Linked DNA regions of Mus musculus: region 2 is linked to region 1. A link is a contact called in public targeted proximity ligation data. All regions are on one chromosome and are shown on one strand. The core of a region is the stretch at or near the end of the contact, and the rest is flanking DNA. Distances in the headings are between cores, read along the strand shown. Region 1 overlaps Fam189a2 (family with sequence similarity 189, member A2). Region 2 holds the start of Tjp2 (tight junction protein 2).

What was found.
Region 2: a contact with region 1 is called in a targeted proximity ligation map of bone marrow-derived macrophages, with 3 times the contacts expected there. A contact is called at or near these places in 2 of 39 promoter capture datasets (both in the 3T3-L1 cell line), 3 of 130 datasets of targeted methods (bone marrow-derived macrophages, extraembryonic endoderm stem cells and pancreatic cancer cells) and 1 of 9 other capture datasets (embryonic stem cells).

Annotation. Positions count from the first base shown.
Region 1 is chr19:24,002,877-24,010,453 of GRCm38.p6, forward strand. The region is part of intron 2 of Fam189a2 (family with sequence similarity 189, member A2); the gene reads right to left. Among named protein-coding and RNA genes, the nearest start is that of Fam189a2, 24 kb to the right of the region's middle.
Region 2 is chr19:24,222,667-24,229,321 of GRCm38.p6, forward strand. Tjp2 (tight junction protein 2) reads right to left here and starts at 2,360. Exons shown (of 24, transcript NM_001376368.1): 1 at 2,185-2,360.

The DNA of each region.
Region 1 (7,577 bases), core at 3,370-5,869:
GCCAGCTAACCTGGGGTAAAGCATCAGAAACAAGAGTGGTCTCCCCTTCAACAAGGTGGACTGTGAGAGCTGACTGTAGAAGGTTGTTCTCTGACCTCCATATGTGTGCCATGGAGTGTGCACACACTCGTGGAATAGTGCAAACATACATATACACTCTCTCACACACACAAAGAGACACACCTTTTCAAAAGGAGTTACTTTTTATAGTCAATGTATATGATCTTTTAAAATTATATTTAGATGCATTTATTATTTTGTGTGTATGAGCATCTTGCCTGCATGTGTGTGCCATGTGATCACCTGCTCCCGTCAGAGATCAGAAGGGGATATCAGATGCCCTGGAACTGGAGCTACAGATACTAGGTGGATCTGGGAATAGAATCTAGGTCCTGCAGGAGCCACAAGTGCTTCAGTGCTCCAGTCCCAAAATAATACAATCTTATTGATTGTCTTAGAGTTACTATTGCTGCGATGAAACACCATGAGCACAACAATTTGGGGAGGAAAGGGTTTCTTTAACTTATACTTCCAGATCATTGTTCTTAATCAAAAGAACTCACAACAGGAACTCAAACAGAGCAGGAACCTGGAGATGGAAGCTGATGCAGAGGCCATGGATGGATGCCACTTACTGCCTTGCTCCTCATAGCTTGCTTAGCCTGTTTTCTTATAGAACCCAGAACCACCATCCCAGAGATGACTCCACCAGAAATGGGCTGAGTCTCACCCTATGAAACACTAATTAAGAAAATGCCCTACAGGCCTGTCTACAAGCCACGGCTTATGGAGGCATTTTCTCATCCCTCCTCTCAGATGACTCTAAGCTGTGTCAAGTTGATATATAAAACTAGCCAGTACTAGTAACTAACTTCGGATCACCAGAACAGCTCTGTTTCAAAGTTAGTAAAGAAGGAGATTAATATTTAAAGTGTCAGATATGCTCTTATGTGTTTTTCAAAATATCTTTATTGTTAGCACATAAAGTAACAAGTTTCCTGTGGCATTCCCTATATATTGCTGTCATTTCTTTAATCTATTCTTGGCTCCTTTTCTGGAACTGCTGGGGCATTTCTTCTTTACATCTCTCCAGACGAAGTGAGACAGCACCACCCACTACAACGCAGACAGCATACTTCTCAGATAATAAAAATATATTAATATATCTCACATATATCTTCAAAGAGAGCTGTAAACACAGCACACACCAAACAAGAATCGCTGCTATGGAAAGAATAATTTGGTGATCAAAAGTTGTTAATAGTGTCGCAAAGTTATAATTATGAAATAAATATTACTATAGAATGAAAAAAGCAAAAATAAAAGGAACACCTAGAAGATAAATTAAGAACTGACGAAGGGTTGGAGCAGACTCGGTAGTTAAGAGGGTTTGATGGTCTTTCAGAGGAACTGAGTTCGATTCCTAGCATCTACATTGGGGAACTCCCACTTGAAGAATCTAAGACCCTCCTCTGGCCTCTGAGGGCACAGATCTGGCATATTCATATTCTCTCTCTCTCTCTCTCTCTCTCTCTCTCTCTCTCTCTCTCTCTCTTTCTCTCTCTCTCACACACACACACACACAAATAAATCTCCAAAAGATAAAATAGAGGACACAAGTAATTAAAACCGAAATTGTGAAAATTTAAGAAAAGAGAAAGAGAGACTGACTCCAAGTGGCCCTAGTTTACACTGGGTCTTCTGATTATTTGATGCTCAAGAAAGAGCAGAGGAAGAAATAATCATAAAGATAGTGGGAAAAAAATCAGTGTTTAAAAAAGATGTTTCTTGAGGTAAGTGGGTCTCTTCAAGGCTTATCTGCCCCCATCGGGCCTCCTGGTCCCGCGGGGTGTCCCGGCATGCGGGCGTGGGGCGGGCGAGAGCCGGGGTACCCTGTCTCAGCCGCTGTCACAAGCACACCCAAGTTCGTGTGGGACATGATCCAGGAGGTGTGCAGCTTCGTGCCCTACGAGCCAGCAGCGAGCCATGGAGTTTCTCAAAGTGTCCAAGGACAAGAGCTCACTCAAGTTCATCAAGAAGAAGGTGGGGCCACGCACATCCGCACCTAGGGAAAGCGGGAGGAGCTGAGCAACCTGCTGGCAGCCACGAGGAAGACCGCGGGCAAGAAGGATTGGTGAACCCTCCCCCAATCAAAGATCGTTCCTACAAAAAATAAAAAAATAAAATAAAAAGATGTATTTTCAAGTTAAGAGTTCAGTGCTGTTAGGGTATGCTGTGTGACGTTATGTCTCTGTCCTTCCTCACCTACCTAAGGCATTCTCTGATTGGCATTAATAAAAAACTGACGGCCAATTTGCTGGGCAGGAAGTGGAAAGTAAAACTTCCCACTTTTTGTCCCCCTGGGAGGGAAAAAGGAACTCTGGGGAGAAGGAGGAGAAATTTCTTTTGCCAGGAGACATGGGAAGAGACTGGTGTGATGACAGGCCTGGAAGGTATAGCTAGTTAGCCACGTGGCTGGATGAGGCTAGGTGGTTGGGTTAGCTTAGAAGAGCTAGATGACAGTCTAGACAGCTTTGAAATATTAAAAGGTCTCTGTATGGTGATTTGAAGAGCTAGCTGTTTAAGGTACAACTGCTGCCATATTATTTTCCAGCATTAATTAATTAATAGATACAGAATATTAATCATTTTACACACTGCCACTCTGATTTCTCTTCAGGTGACATGAACATTTTTCAGGTTTTACTAAAAGATCTCAGTGGCTACTCTAAAGGTTGAAGGAGAGAATTCTTTCCCTGGGACATACCTTTGCAACTTTGGGGAAGTAACTCAAATAGAAGAAAAGTGTGTCAAGAAACTAGATACATAAAGCTCACATTCAGAGTCAGTGTATGTCCAGACAGAGACTTAGTCTCATGTAGCCCATGATAGCCTAAACTCACTATGTATCGATGGCTGATCTTGAATTTCTGATCCTCCTGTCTCCACCTCTCCAGGGCTAGCACTTACCAACTGAGCTACTAAGATGCCAGATCTTTAAAGTTCAGATTCCATTTTAGAGAACCTGAGTTTGAACTCAGGTAAACTAACAGGCTGGTACCTAGCATTAGATTCCAAGTTGCCCCCCAACAAAACCTGAGCCTAGCTCCAGTCTCTAGGCTAATCACCCCTCAAAAAAAGCCCCACCATTTTCAGGTTACACCCTCAACAAGACCAGTGTCTCTGGGTTAGTCTTCCAACAAACCTGCACCCCCAGGTTACAAACCTACCTCCTGCCAAATAACCACAAATGCAGAGGAGAGCAGAAGTTAAGTTTGTGATATGTCTCCCAGCACCAGCCAATCATGTTCAAGGCCACAGGAGCTTTCCAATTAGATGCTTGAACACATATACTCCCTGCTTGCTGCTTACTATAAAGCCTTGCCCCCAATAAACATTCAGGGCAAGGAGAGAATGCTTTCCCTGGGACATACCTTTGCAACTTTGGGGAAGTAACTCAAATAGAAGAAACGTGTGTCAAGAAACACACGCCAAAACCATTCTGCATGATGGCGGTGGGTTGGAGGGGATTGGGGGAAGCTAGCTCAAATAGAATAAAGACCCTGCTTTGAGTTGCATCCCTGTCTGTTTTGGGGGAGTCACTAACATTTTCCTGGCACAACACTACATCTCTAGCCCCAGAGCCAAGAGACTGTTAACAAAAGTTCAAGGAAAACACAAGAGACTTAATGGTTCACCTTTACTGACAACTAGACTGGCTTGAGAATAACCTAGAAGACTCATCTCTGCTGGGGCATTTCTATACAGGTTTAAGGGAGGAGGAGGAGGAGGAGGAGGAGGAGGAGGAGGAGGAGGAGGAGGAGGAGGAGGAGGGGGAGGGGGAGGGGGAGGGGGAGGAAGAGGAGGAGGAGGAGCTATCCTGAAAGTAGACATCACCAACACACAGGCTGGGGTCCACTACAGATTAAAGAGCAGAGGGACGGTGGCCTGAGAACAAACATTCATCTCCCTCTGTCCCCTAACTGCAGTCTGGATGTGACCACCCACCTCATGCTCCCGCTACCACTTCCCTATCATGACAGTGTATCCTCTCCAACGATGGGCCAAAACAGACATGCAAAAGAACAGATACGGATGTCTGCCTAATGCTCTAGGTAAAACACACGCGACAGGACAGACCACAGATCTAAGGATAAAACTCTCTTCCTTGAGTTGCCTCTAGCCAGAGAGAAGAAGCCAACACAAAGCCATGGTCTGAAACAGAAGCCTGTGAAAATATGACATCAAGAGCAGTAATGCATTTGGCTTGGCTGCTCATGACACTGCTCCCCTGAGTGACTCGGGATTACGTCTCCTGCTCACCGCCCACCATGCTCCTGGTGTCACCGGGAACAGTGTGTACAAGCCGGACTCTGGAGAGAAATGGGTTGCTGTTCCTTCCTAGTGTTAGTCAAGCCTGCTCCGTGGGGTTTACTGCTCCTCCATCTACTTAGATGGAATTCAAGGCTAGGTCCCTGACATCTCTTCCAGTGTGAGATGAAAAATGACCTCTGATGACCTCATAATTAAAATTCAGTGGTTAGAATGTCCGTATTTGTGTCCTAGTGAAAGCTTGGAACTTCATTTGAATGTTGGCTTGGCTCCCTGGCACTGGGCTCATGACTGTGGGGAACAAGCATAGCTCAGGGGAAGGGCAGTGGGCAACTGCAATGTCACTCTTCCTATGTCTTGTGTCTACTTTGCAGCTTGCCATCTGGCTGGAGCGGTGACTACTAATGTCTCATTATTGAATCTAAGGATTAGGTTCAATCTTAGCACATCTGGGGACTCTCCACCAAGGAATCCCCCACTGGCTCCTCTGGGACACCTATTGCCTGCCGAGGCACAGTCCCTGGCTGGCCATCAGTAGTGCAAGCCCAGTCTCTTTCCCCGTGGTTTCCCCACTTCTCAGAGCCAACACTCTCCTACAGGTCCAGCCTGCCAGCTATGAGCATTCTCCTGGAGCCAAGTCTGTGAATACACAGCTGTTTCCCAACTGAGACCACGAGACATTCCAACCAGCCCTTTTAGGCACAATGCTGGCACAGGCAAACACCCAGGGACCCATATCAGGTCTCCAAGTGCTTATCTCTAAGTACCCCCTGAGGGGAGCAGGAACTCATAATGCCACCACAACCTAGTAACTTTCTCTAAAACATTTGTCTCTTTAAACCCTAATCTTTTTATAGGCCAGGGGGACAGAGATCAGGTAAGGGCTGCAAAACAGGTTTTCAGGAACTGTTTTGCAAGCTTAGATCATCTAAGGCAGGCTAGGATGTGGGAGCAATCAGAACCTCTCCTAGAGGCCTCAGGTGAATGTGACACACAGACTCTGCTTCTAACTCCCTAAGACAGAAAGAACCATTCACAGTGTAAAGACACAGTGTAAACACACTGTGAATGCCATGGGTATGGCTCTGTAGGAGCAATCGCAACAGGCAAGATCTGGATGCTATAACAGACTCCAAAAGCAAAATGTCATAATATGATAATGTTATCATCAAAAACTGGGGGATGGGATGAAGAAAGGAGGTGAAATGGCTAATTTCTTCTTATTAAAAAAAACACAGTCAAAAGATATCATGCAAGGCGAAGGAACTAGACATAGAAATATATAATTTAATATTATAAAGTCACCAAAAGAAGAAATAAAAAGTATTTTAGAAAGTGGGGGGCATGGAGGGATGTGGACTAGCACAAAGGCCATGGGGGTTTACAGTTGTTAACTGAGGGGCACACCATCAGATCTGAGTGCTAGGAGAAATAGACACATCCCTAGCTTTTATTTTTAAAAAGAATACAATGACTAACAAGCTCTTTTCATAAGTGGAAGTAGGGTTTTTTTTCCCCTTAGTATTCATTGCTTTTCTTATTGCTGCGTGTCTTAGTTTGATTTCTATTGCTGTGATAAAGACCATTACTAAAAGCAACTTGGAGCAGAAGGGGTTTATTTGACTTACAGGTCCCTGGTCACAGGCCTTCACTGAGGGAAACAGAGGCAAAACTCCAAGCAGCATTCAGGGCAGAGAAGCAGGTCAGCTAACTGATGATCTTCACCTCTCCCTCTAAGTCCAGTCCCCAGTCTCACCCCCAGCTCTGTAGCAAACCACCTACTGTGGCCTCTCCTCACTCTCTGCCCCATTCCCAAGGGACTAAGCAGATCCTGGTAGAACACCCTGCTTCCTCCCTCCTGTGGACCCTCTCAGTGTCCTTATCTCCTAGACCATTCCTACTTCTAAGTGTCAGCTCCCAATACATAGAAATGCATGTTACCTGGATCCCCCAGCAGCCACACCTCTCATGACCCCAGAAGACTTTTCTACCAGGAAACACGGCCTCCGTACTCTCCACACACTCCTAGGAACTGGAGAGGGCAACAGAAACCAAGGAGCAAACTGCCCACCCAACAAGGACAACAACAAATATCAGCACCTAGACTTATCATTTCCCCAAACACAGATGCTTAAATGTCAGTTTAAAAACACAATCAATAACAGCCAAAATGATGTCTCTACTAGAGCCCAGCAACCTACCAGAGCAAGTCCTGAGTATTACAAAACAGCTCAATCACAAGAAAAAGACCCTAAAATGGCCTTTGTGAATATTATAGAGGTCTTTAAGGAAGAAATGAATAAATCCTTTAAAGAAATCTATGAAAACATAAATATTAAAAGAAATTGGATAAAACAGTCCAAGACCTGAAAGTGGAAATAGAATCAAGAATGAAAACCTAAACTAAGTGAAATCTGGAAATATAAAAATCAGGAACTCAGTCAGGAGCCTCAGAGGCAAGCTTTACCAACAGAACACAAGAGATGGAAGAGAGAATCTCAGGCATTGAAGACTAAGTAGAAGAACTGGATGCCTCCATCAAAGAAAATATTAAATCTAAAAAAATAGAAATTTAAAAAAATCCAGGCACAAACTATCCAGGAAATCTGGGACACTATGAAAAGAACAAATTTAAGAATAATAGGAATAGAGGAAGGAGAAGAAACCCAGGTCAAAGGCACAGAAAATGTTTTCAACAAAATTATAGAAGAAAATTTCCCTAACCTAAATAAGGAAATGCCCATAAAGGAACAAGAAGCACACAGAACACCAAATAGACTGGACCAGGAAAAAAATTCTCCACAAAACATAACAATCAAAACACTAAACATGCAGAACAAAGAAAAATAGTAAAAGCTGCAAGGGGGAAAGAGTTTCCAAAAGAATATATCTGCTTCTCAGTACTTCATGGAACTGTCTCCCAAATTGACCACAAACTCAGACACAGAGCAAGTCTCAACAAATATTAAAAACAAAAACAAAATAACATTCTGCATCCTATCTGAGCATCATGGTTTGAAGCTGGATATAAACAACAACAGAAAGCTTACTAACTCAATACTAAAGCAAACTGAAAGACAAAAACCACATGATCATCTCGTTAGTCGCAAAGAAGACCTTTAACTAAAATCAAACGTGATACTCCTTCATGATAAAAGTCCTGGAGAGATTAGGGATACAAGGGACTTATCTCAATACAATAAAGGTAGTTTACTTCAAGCCCATAGCCAACATCAATAGAGAGA
Region 2 (6,655 bases), core at 1,110-3,609, 220 kb after region 1:
TACCACACACACACATACACACACACATACACACTCACACAAGCACACACATACACACACCACATAAACACACTCACACCACACACACATACACACACACTATACATACCACACACACACATACACTCACTCACACAAACACATACACATACCACACATACACACAACCACACACACACACACACACACACACACACTCACACACAAGGGGGTGGGGTGGGGTGGAGGTGGGGGTAGCAATGAAGACTCATGCAGTAGAGGGGCTTGCAGCCAAGTCTAAGGCTCCCTCCCACCCCAGGACCCATAAGGTAGGAGAAAACACTCATTAGCTAGCCTAGAGTTTGCTAGTAACCATGCTGGCCTGGACCTCACAGAATTCATCCTGCTGTCTTCTGAGCGCTGAGATTAAAGCTGAGTGCCACCAAGCTCTGTTATAAAAAGTAAGTTTTTTAAAGACTTATTTATTTAATGCATATGTGTACACTGTAACTGTCTTCAGACACACCAGAAGAAGGCACCAGATCCTATTTCAGATGGTTGTGAGCTACCATGTGGTTGCTGGGAATTGAACTCCAGGACCTCTGGAAGAGCAGTCAGTGCTAATACCTCTGGGCCATCTCTCCAGCCCTGTAATTTTTTTTTAAGTGCAGTTTCATTACTTAGTACCAAGGCAATGAGGAATTAAGAGATTTCGGGGAATCTATACTTAGTTAATTCATGCGGGCTGAGTCCACTCCCTAGGTGACTCCATTCCATTGCAGTCTAGACAAAAGAAAACCCTCCTGGCTCTTTATCTTCCTTAATGGAAAGCACACAACAGAATCCTGCAGCTAGCCTACCTTGGCCACTTAGTAATGTTGCATCTATTCTGCCTATTACATTCCTAGTCAGGATTCTCAGCCCCCTGAAGAAAACTGAGGGCATTCGGTGCCGTTTAACTTAACATTTAGGAAGGTTAAAATGCTCAATTTCACGTTCCGTATCATTTTAAGGCACATTTCAAGGCCAGAAACAAAAAAACCTGCAGCCTTATATGTTAGCCAAATATCTTCAAATCTCAATAAAGAGCCAATGGCTCTGGGGGCGGAGTGGGTAGGTCCAGTGTGGCTGTACTGTCTGTCCCCATTTTTAAAATAGCATTCAGATTTAAGGCTGAGTAGGAGTCCGACGTGATTCATTCCTTAGCTGGGCACCGCCACTTTTCTTGGGCCAAAGGTTCCCAAAGGTCAAAGTGCAAATAGATCCCAGGGCTAACAGGTCTAGGGTGCGGCCTGAAACCTGGGTTTTCAAGAGGCCCCCAGGCAATGTCCCAGAATCCCTCTCTCCTTACCAGGAAACTGGTCTTTCAAATGAACTAGGAAAGTCGGGAAACTTTTAGAGGCCAGAGGAGCCTCTGAACAGAACCCGCACACCTGCGGACCTGGGAAGGCGCGGTGGACAACTCAGAGACAGTAGCTCAGAAACCCTCTCGCACACTGCAGCAGCCTGGAAAACACCCTTTTCAAGCTCGGAGAATGCTTGGCATTCGGTGGCCTTTTTCCAACATAAAAATCTCCAACTCGGCTTTGACTGAGAGTCCCATAGAAAAGCCACGGAAAGCAGCCCTGGAGAGCTGACAACGCCCTGTGTTGACAACTCGGCTCGTCCTTTATAAAAGAGTCGAAAGACCCCAAATATATATATACACACACACACAAAGTCGAATTAAATGTTTCACAAAGCGACGGGACTGTTTTCCTGTCGGCGGCGGGGGAGGGGGCAGACTCATGGTCACCAGGATCGCCCCCACCTGCACACAGACACCAGCTTTCCCTCGCTCCGCGCCCGTTCAGGTCACCCACCCCTTAGATACCATCGCTGCCAACAGAAACCCAAAGGCCCTCTGAATCTAGCAGAAGAGACGCTCTGCGGGAGCGAAACAATGTCCCCGCCTGGAAGGACAAGGAGGAGCCAGGCACCTGTAGCAGCGGCGTAAACTCAGATCCCGGGTGACCCTAAGTCAACCCCGGTGATGCGAGGCTGCCCAAGGGTGGGAGATGGAAGTACGCACGCAAAAAGCAGTGCTCAAGAAATCACATCCCAAACCCCACGGGGACAACCGGCGTTCACGCACGCTGCCCCGCGGCGAGCCAAGGCTCCAGAGCAATCTTGTACCCCGGGAGGGACAGAGCCGCAGGTACTCGCCTGGAGAAGGGGGGCGGCGGCAGCCAGCAGAGTCAGCGCGCAGAAAGCGACGGTCCCAGGCGTCGGGCGGCGCAGCGCGGGCAGCGCCTGTCCGGAGGCGGAGTGCCGCGGGCTGCCGCAGCAGGCGGGAGCCAGTGACCTCCGCCACCGGCCGTTCCTGGGTATTGTTGTGACTCAACCTATTTCCTGTTTGGAGGGCTAGAAGAAAGGGGGACAAGTGCCTATCTAGAGTGTGTGTGGTTAGGGGGAGGGTAGATGGGCGGTGGCCATCACCTGCTTCCTCCAGACCCGGAAAAAAAAAAAAAAAGTAGCTCGCGCCACTTTGGGTCGTCCTGTTGGCGGAGGGGGAGGCCTCACCGGCGCCACCCAGCGGTGGGGCAGGGATTGAGCGACGCTTCCGCCTCTTTTCTCAGCAAAACCCCCAAGCTTCGGCTCAAGAGTATAAACATTCGCAGGGTTTATCTAATTCGTGCCCAGATCTGCTTTCAGTCTTTCCGCAGGTGCTGGCGAGGAAAGGTCAGTCACCCCTCAGAAACCACGGGAAGGGTGTTTGTGGGTCACTGTATGTATACGGTAGGGGAGTGGAACGGGTTGATTTTTGTTTGGGGAAGAAGAGAAACGGGTAATGGTATCGGTGAAAGATAAGTTTTAAGATCAATTTCAATCCCCCTCCCCCTCCAACCTCCCTGGTTCTCTGGCTCTGAGGCTCCAATCCGGAAATACCGGTTCCTCTCGGGGGACAATAGGTGAGGGCGGAGCACTAAGCCCAGAGCCTGCTTAGTCACACCGCGGGGAAGGAGGAATGTGCCTAGTGCCCAAGGCTGCACCCGGGGCGCAAGTTCGCCTTCCATTTAACCTAGTCTGGTTAAAAAATCCTAGGAAGAAAAAAAGAAAAGAAAAGAAAAAGAAAAAAAAAAAAATAAAAAGAAAAGCTGGATAGTGGTAGCGTATGCCTTTAATCCCAGCCCTTGGGAGGCATAGGTAGACGGATTTCTGAGTTCGAGGCCAGCCTGATCTACAGAGTGAGTTCGAGGATAGCCAGGCTACACAGAGAAACCCTGTCTCAGGGGGGAAAAAAAATCCTAAGAAGATTCCAGGGTACAGGATAAAAGTTGTGGTGATGGCGAGATGGATAGTGGTGATAGTTGTGCGGTGTGAATGCTCGCACTTGCCCACTGCGTTGCAATTTTAAGTATTTTAGTTTGCTTTTTTAAAAATCCTGTAAAGGATGCTGAGGTTCTATTCCAGGCAACTTCGCGCACGAGCGCCCTCTCCTCCCCACAAAACCCTTTCGCCAGGAGTAACTATGTCAACTGAGACACTCTCTCAAGGAAAAAAAAAAAAGAACAAAAACAACAACAACAAAAACAAAACCCCAACAAGAGAAACCAGGAGTGGTAGCACAGATTTGTAATCCCAGAGCTGGGGAGACAGATCCTTGGATTTACCAGCCCCCGAAAAATGAAAGACCCGGTCTTATAAACCAACATGGACAGATCCTGAGGAACAGGTGTTATCAGACCTGCCAATACACACACACACACACACACACACACACACACACACACACGCCCCAGGCAAAGGAAGATCAAACCTGAAGGCTCAGGCTTTAAGAAAGTATCACTTTAAGAAAAATGAGCACAAGCAAACTGTTAAGCAAATAAAAGCATACCAATTGTGCCTCCATTTACTAAGAAAGGAAAAACACCTACCCATGAATTTGCTTTTTCTTTTTTTGAGTTGAGGTCTTAGTTACTATGGCCCTAATGGCCCTTCCATGCAATCCTGCTGGTTCCAATTTTGGGGTAATCCTCCTGCCTCAGCCTCCCAAGTACTGGAATAATGGGGTGAACACTGCTGTTGTGTTTTTAAAAAAGAGAGAGAGACAGAGAGAGAGAAAGAACTTGGAATATGTTTGTAGGGTGAGGTACGGTGAAGGGGTGACTCTGGGCCCATGCTGAGGCATCCCAACCCCCTGAGGTACCAGCCATATGACAGATATAGCATGGAATAGAGTTTATTTAGAGCATGAGGAGTCGAGAGAGTAGAGACAGAGAGAGAGAGAGAGATAAAGAGAGCGAGAAGAGGAGCAGAGGCCAGCCATTAACATGTGGAGAAAGAGGGGGAGAGGAATGGGGAGAGAAGGGACAGAGAGGGAAGAGGAGAAGAAGAGAGTGAGGAGGGGACAAGCAGCCCCTTTTATAGTAAGTCAGGCACACCTGGCTATTGCCAGGTAACTGTGGGGCAGAGTTAAAAAACTACCATGTCCAGTTGTGTGTGTGTGTGTGTGTGTGTGTGTGTGTGTGTGTGTGTGTGTGTGTGTGTGTGTGCATTTTAAATTATTTATGGGGGGCCTGGAGAGATGGCTCAGCGGTTAAGAGCACTGACTGCTTTTCCGAAGGTCCTGAGTTCAAATCCCAGCAACCACATGGTGGCTCACAGCCATCTATAATGAGATCTGACTCCCTCTTGTGGAGTGTCTGAAGACAGCTACAGTGTACTTACATATAATAAATAAGTAAATTTTTTTTAAAAAATTATTTATGTTTGCATTTGATAGTATGGTTGTTTTGTCTGCATGTATGTCTGTGCACTGTGTACATGTCTGGTACTGTCAGAGGCTAAAAGAGGCCATTGGATTCCCTGGAAGTAGAGTTACAGTCTATTGCTAGCCTGAGACCCTGTTGGGAGTACAGCGTGAAGTCCTTGTGCCCACAAATCTCCAGGGAAACCAGGAATGTTAAGCACACAGGATTGCCTTTCCAATGAGAAAGATGTAAAACAAACAAACAAACAAACAAACAGAATCAACAACCCAAAACCTGTTGTTCCATTGAGAAAGCTGAGAACTAGAAGCGACTTATAGCCTGGTGTTGTATGTTACCAGTGAGCCAGACCATAGCAAGCTCCCACACCCAGGACTGGCAGTGGCTAGTAGTCTAAATGACCCTTACAGCCAGGGACTCCCCAAGCTCCCATAACCAGGCCTGGAGATATCTAAAAGTCTAAGTGATCCTCACATTATCTGTATAGCCAGAGGCTTCTCCAAGCTCAATAAGTTTAGGTCCAGGCATGGAGGTTCACACCATTAATCCCAGGAGACAGAGCCATGCAGATCTCTGAGTTCAAGGACGATCTCCAGAGCAAGTTCCAGGGCAGCCAAGCTTATGAAGTGAGGGAGTTGGAAAACAGAAAGCTGTTGATATGATAAGGGGAGCCATGCTCCAATCCCAGCAAGCAGCAGGATTCAGGAGCTTCGGCCGGCCATGTGGCTCTGGCTTTACAGTCAAGATAGAAGGAACTACTGGGACAATTGATGCTGGCTAGTTGGAGCTAAGAAATTAGCAGTGATTAAGAAGAGACCAAAACCACTGAGGTGAAATCTTCTGGGAAGTGTTACCTGAGACCACAAAGAAGCTGTGTTCCAGAGGTAGCCAAGGTCGTACCTCATGCTGCAGCTGGACTAGGTAATGGGTAAGAGTCAACCCTCCCCCACCCACCCCCCATCCCTGGTTGTATTGGTTTTAAAGACATGAAGGAGTCATGAAGAGCAGCTGAGGACTGGGACTGTCAGAGGCCAGGGCAGGCCATTGGTAAAAGTGCGGCCTCAGTTGCAGCTGATAGCCCAGTACTGAAGGGGTCATGCAAAGAAGTTGAGGCTTGGCACCATGAAGGGAGCCTATGAGAGGATATGGGTGAAGCCTAGTTGCAGCAAGACCCCAGTGTATTGGAGATGCCTGTACCATAGGATGATCATCAAGAACAGCAGCAACAGTGGAGTGGAGTCAACCAGAGCCTAGAATACTACAGAGGGCAGAGCTGGAGATGTAACCCAAGCCCTTTGGAGGAGCCCAGAAGATCGTGTGTGGATCCGGGACACACTGGAACAAGAAGTTATAACATTGAAGTTGCCTTGGACACCCCAAGATGTTAGAGCTGTGAGAGTTGTGGGATACCTGCTGAGGAAAGCTGCTAACAGGGAGTGGAACCAGCCCAGGAGAAAGAAGTGGGTTGTAGTCAACAAAGATGAAAAAGGAGTGGAGATCTGAAGACCATTTTGACATCAGACACAGAGAAGCAGAGTTTGGATTGTGTCTAGGTGGTTTCCTGTCTTGCCTTGGGGATTACAGTTAAGTGATTGGATGAATCTCAGAAGAGACTTTGAACTTTGGACTTTTAACATTGTTGAAACTGCTATAGCCTACGGGGACTCTGGAAGTTGGACTATCTGTTCTTTTCTTATGATGCTATGGCCAGGTATGGCCTCTATAGACTCATGTGTTTGAACCAGCCTATGGGGCCTAGGGAGTGGAATGTGGTGGTTGGAATATGCTTGGCCAGGGAGTGGCACTATTTGGAGGTGTGGATTTGTTGGAGTAGGTGTGGCCTTGTAGAGTAGGTGTGTCTGTGTCATCATGGGCTTTAGACCCTTATCCTAGCTGCCTGGAAGTCAAGTCTTCTAGCAGCCTTC